Regions from separate parts of the Urocitellus parryii genome. Here region 2 is linked to region 1. Evidence: chromatin contacts called from public Hi-C data. All regions are on one chromosome and are shown on one strand. Each heading gives the region's core, a stretch centred on a gene start, on an enhancer-like site or on the middle of the called end of the contact. The rest is flanking DNA. Distances are from core to core; before and after follow the strand shown. Region 1 holds the start of Ubxn2b (UBX domain protein 2B). Region 2 holds the start of Fam110b (family with sequence similarity 110 member B).

Region 1 (2,700 bases), core at 197-2,696:
CCTTTCTGGTCCAAGTTCTACTGGAAGTACTTCCCCCTCAAGACTCAGCTGAAATGGCTCTGATCAATTCTTGTTAAAGACAGAGCTAGGGATATTTATAGTGCAAAATTTTGCATTAAAAAGAGTATCAGAACAACAAATGCAAGGTTTAGAATCTGGTATTCCATTTAGTAGAGAGTGAATTTAGTCATTACATATGTTTTCTTTGGTATAACATAGTAATTGCTAACTTTACAGAGAGATAGATGAGATTGCATATAGAATACATTCTGGGGCAGAAAAAAAATTCTCTAGCTGGGCCTATGAATTAAACTGATATAAAACAGCTTAACAGGAGAAAAATGTGCAAATTTTAAATAAAATTTTACATGTACATGGGTGTCTACCAAAGAAAATGAAGGAAGATGAAGACCTGAATAAGCATCTGGGTTTATATACTAGACTGAACAAAGAGTGGAAGTTTTGGAAAAGGAACTAGGAAGGTGTGGGTTAGTTTTATATGGTCTGTTTGTACAGACTTCTCTGGGCCTGGACTCCTTGTCTCTAGTGGTTAAGACTTCTTTCCAGGGAAGGCATCTTTCACAAGAGGATTGTTTCTTCCTTTCAGAAAGAGAAAGGAAGGTCAGACTGATCTTCTTGCACCTGCTGTTGTGCCTTTGACTAAAAATAATTAACACGCCAAAGCAGCATATTTGGCGGATATATTTTCTGAGCTCCAACATTTGCATAGTGCGCACAGTAGACACCAACAGAATATTCCCCCCTTCAAACCCACCCCAAGTTCCTCCTATAACACTTTCTCAAAACTCTACCAAAAATTACATGTTATTGTCTGTTTACATCTTTCTTTTGCCCATTAGATTGTGAGATTCACAATGACTGGGACTATTTCTTTTTGCTTTCATATCGCAAATGCATAAAAGTACTCGGGATATGACAGATGTTTAAATAAATCCCAGTTGAATAAAGAAGGATTAACAGTCTCCAGTTGGATTGTAAATTTTCAGGGTGCTCTTTGCGCCCAATGCCAATCCACGCTGTGAAGGCCATGTGCTGTTCAGTCCTTGACAGGGAGGAGAGAATCTGACTACCACTAGGCAGGTGAGGTCGAATGTTCACCTGATCAAACATCCAGAGGACGTTTTCCTTGCTGAATTAAGGAATCGGCAAGTCATCGCTGCTCTTTAGGGCAGTCTACAGCGCCTTCAAGCGTTTAGCAGCGTGAACTCCAGACTGAAGCCGAAAAATATTAAGGAAAGTAGACTGACAGGCGAGAAAGTGCGGGCCAGACGCAAGCGCTCGGGAACTACGTAGCAAGCGCGCTCCGTGGCGTTCCGCCCGGTCCCCCGGAGTTCACGGCGCGGCTCCGCCCCTTCTCGCAGTTGCTAAGCAACTACCCCGGAAGTCACAGGAAGCGCGTCCGCGGCGGGCGCCGGGAGCCGGCGGAAAATGGCGGAGGGTGGTGTTCCAGAGCCGGAGGAGCAGGAGCGGAGGTCTTCTAAGCCAGGGCCCCCGAGCGCGCGGGACTTACAGGTGCGCGAGTTGCTGAAGCCAAGGGTGCTGCCGCGGGCGGGGCCGGGCCGGTGACAGCGCGAGCGGGCGTGAGTCAGAGGCCGCTTTAGACCGGCTGAGCCCTTTCCCGACTCTCTCTAGGGATGGAATTGAGACTCCTGCTTGGGGGTTACTCCAGGGAAGTGCATTGCACCGTGGTGGATTTGGAAACAGGTGCCCAAGTCTCTCCCGGGCGCACCTCGTCCCCCTTTAGTTTGCAATGGCATTTTGCGGCAACGGGCGAGCTTCCTTCCTGAGACTTGGGAGAAGGAATTAGTATGGATGGTAATAAATCCGCAGACACTTAGAAAGTAATAATGGGTGCTGGCTTTTTCTTGTCTTGGTTGCCCTTTCTAACTTTATGACTTAAATGTAAAAGTGGTTCCTTTCCATCAAGTACCTTTTTTGGAAGGGGGGAGGGTGAACTAAAGCAATTCATCCTACAGACGTGTATAAGGTGATTGTGAAGAGTGGTCTCTAAAACAGTGCACTTAGAAATGGGGGAAGGAAATAAAAATTTTGTATTGTTATAGGATACTGACTTGGTTGGCTAAATACCAGTGCACCAAATCTTATTGTTTATCAGAGTCTAGCACCACTTGGCTAATGCTTGTCTTTTTTCTGCCCTCTTATAAAATCATTGATAAAACTCAACAAATAATTCTAAGGAGCTATCATTAAAAATAAATGCTATTGAATCCACAACCGTTGACATAACGTTGTATTTATAGCCACATTTTGATTCTACTTCTTTGAACAAACATACTGACCACCTGCCATGTAACTTACTGCTAAGCTTTGGGAAATGCAGAGATAAATAGGACATCTAACCCATAGTCTGTGCTGGAATACTGTGGAAAGTTATTAAATGAAATTGTAGGAGGCTGCCAATTTAAGGAGGGCATCTAGATTGGGCCCAACAGACCAAAACATACAGAACTTAACTATAACTCAGCTTTGATTGGTTACATGTGGCCCTGTACCCACTTAAGTAGTTAAGCTGTTAATGGTTGATTGACCAAGCAGTAGCTAATTAAGTTTTCTGTGCCTCCCTTCCATTTTTCTATAAATGTTATAGGATCACATTGTTGCTTGGAGTTTTCCTAACCTGCTTTGGTTTTGGGAATCTCCCCTTCATAAGTTGTTTTG
Region 2 (2,700 bases), core at 41-2,540, 360 kb before region 1:
TGGCAGGGAGATTTGTGTTTTGGTCTTACCCCATGGAGGAAGCAATTCCCAGCAGGAAGGAGTTGGGGCAAAGAAGTTTCTTTTAATAATCGACTTTGGAGGGAGTAAAGCTGGTTACATTTGCTATGGCAATGATGGAAAATAACTTCATTCCACTGTGACATGAACTTTGAACTTCTGGAGTAAATGGAGACCACAACATAATCTGGGATCACCAGGAATGTATTAGTATGACAAAGGGAAGTGCCATATAAAGCTCAGAATCACATCACTATTTAAAATGGCACTCTTGTAAATAACCAAAATTTAATACAGAGTTTTCTTTATTTGTTACTTCCTGAGTTTTATTTATCTGTTAATTTCTGAACTGGAATGAAACAACAGCCACTTGACTTAAGTACATACAGGTAGATGGCTTTTCTGAAAAAAATGAGATGAATGTCACCATATTTCACATATACTAAAGGTGAAAAAAATATCTTTTCTAAATATTATTGAGAAGAAATCATATTTGGTGGATCCTTACCTTGTTCAGATTCAATCATTTTGATGAACATGGAATTCATCTTTTAGAGTTCCCAGGAGCAAAAGCAAAACTAAGTGAGTCAGTTTAGCTTTCCCAAAACAACTCTGTCCCCCAGAGAAAACCAACCATGTTATTAAGCAAATAATAAAAACTAAATATTTTAAGCCAATAATACATTGAGATGAATATGATGCGCCCCTCCCCCCTCACATTGACTTAACTTTGAAACATCAGCTGGTCCACACTCCAGAGGCAGTACCTCAACTTTGAGATTTTTTAAAAATTCTTTATTATTTTCTCCAAATATTTACTTAATACTAAAACACCCATCTGAGTCTGTGAAAGATAGGAAAAAGATCAAGCGTCTCTGGACTAGCTGATGAAGTTATGACATCTGCAACCAGGCTCTAGTCGCCAGGAGTGACTGGTCTGAACTAGAGCGGCAAGCTCAGATCCAGGGGATCTTTCATCAGGGTAGGAGCTGGTGGGCAGGTGCTGGTTTGGCCAGGAGGATGGGATCGGGGATAGGGGAAGTAGGAGTCTGGATGGAAGTGGGCGGGGAGAAACAGGAACAGGAGTGGGGGTACAGGAGGGGGTGGGGACCAGGCAGGTGGGGTTGGGGCGGGACGGGGGCGGAGCGCCCTGGGGGCGTGCACGCTCGCTCAGGGACACGCGCTCTGGGCCACAGCAACTAGCTCCAAGTTCCCTCCCTCGCTCTCCAGCAAAGCCTGCCTGAGCCCTCCCACTCTGTGCAGAGCGAACGGTCGCTGCAGTCGCCAGACTAACCCTCCGCGGCCGCTAGTCCAGGGCCGGCTCCGGAGCCCGCTCCGCCCCGTTGCCCGGCGGCGGCGGCGGCGGCGGCTAGAATTCGGCGGCCCAGCAGCTCGCGCTCGGCCCGCCTTCCCTTGTGGGTCCCGACTCTCCCTCCTCATCTCTCTCGGGGTCCTGGAGCCGAGCTCGGCCCGCACCTCCCGGGGCCGGTAGCGCGGCCGAGGTAAGACTGGGCCGTGGGTGACTGCTGGGGGGACTGCCGGTCGGAGTCCGGGATTCGGGTCCCGCGGCCCCTGCCGCGCGGCGACTGCGGACAATGCCCCAGCCTCCGCGGCCGGGCGGCGCGCGCCAAGTGGGTGTGCGCCGGTGCCTCCGCGCCGTGCGTGGGGCGGTCTACCCCGACCTGGGGGCCTCCATGGTCCAGTGGACCCTGGTGTCGCTCCGGGCCGCCTGGAGAGGCGCTCCGCCACTGCCCGTATGGCGCCCCCTCTGCGCCGGGCTGCTCGTCCTGGGCTCGGTGAGGAGGCCGGGCACGGCGCCGGGGCCCGGCAGCGGCCGAGTGGAGTCTGGCGGCGCTGCGAAACCGAGGTGGGCTAGGAAAGCGCGCCCGCCTGCAGCTTGCTGCTGGGGGAGTGGTCCTCAGGGACGGGACCTCCCTCGACCCCCCCCCCCACTCCGTGCTTGGTGGCCCATTTTCGTGCCAAATAAATACTTTCAGAGTATCAGTACGTCCTGATCCCTGGCTGGGAGTTATTTCAAGAAATGCAGATCCCGAGGCTCTGAAAGTTTATTTTTGATTACCCTTCCTGTCCCTCCCGTGGTCTCAATTGTCTCTACTTTCTTTGAAAGCATGCAGGTTGGAAATTGAATTAAATTCTCCTAGGCTCACTCGTGCGCCCATAACCCAGCGGAGCACATAACTTGGCAACAAAGCCGCGTGCAGGCTGTGGGAAGCCCGGGTGCCCGCCTGCCCAGCCTGGGTGTCCCCCCCCCCTTTTGTTACAACAGGAGCCGCACACTGTAAACGGCAGTGACAGGTTACCCCCCCCCCCCCCAGCCCTCCAGACTGGCTGGTGAAGAAGGAAATGAGAGATAACTTTGCTGTGTGCTTAAATTACTCTGGAAAGTGGAAAGAAAACACCTGGTGCCCGGATTTTTAACCCTTTCAGGTTGTTGTTCCGATTCACAACAAAAATGAGCAGGCTTTCTTTCCTGCCTGAAATTCAGGCGAACTCTGGGTTTTCCTCACAGCCAAGTTCCGTCCTGTGCAAAATCTGGCACACATCTGTGACAACATTGCATGGCTGGCCTTGTGAGGACTGCTAACTGGTCTGTTTTTGCAAAGAGGAATATGATAGTAGAATCAGCATTTTTGCAGTATGAGTAGTATGACTTCCATTTTC

What was found. Hi-C and Micro-C count contacts between places; a contact is called where the count stands out from the background.
Region 2: a contact with region 1 is called in a Hi-C map of muscle, with 2.0 times the contacts expected there. The contact joins the promoter of Fam110b here to the promoter of Ubxn2b in region 1. A contact is called at or near these places in 2 of 2 Hi-C or Micro-C datasets (liver and muscle).

Annotation. Positions count from the first base shown.
Region 1 is chr7:71,455,456-71,458,155 of mUroPar1.hap1, reverse strand. Ubxn2b (UBX domain protein 2B) reads left to right here and starts at 1,446. Exons shown (of 8, transcript XM_026408502.2): 1 at 1,446-1,533. The coding sequence starts at 1,450.
Region 2 is chr7:71,813,215-71,815,914 of mUroPar1.hap1, reverse strand. Fam110b (family with sequence similarity 110 member B) reads left to right here and starts at 1,290. Exons shown (of 5, transcript XM_026408490.2): 1 at 1,290-1,520.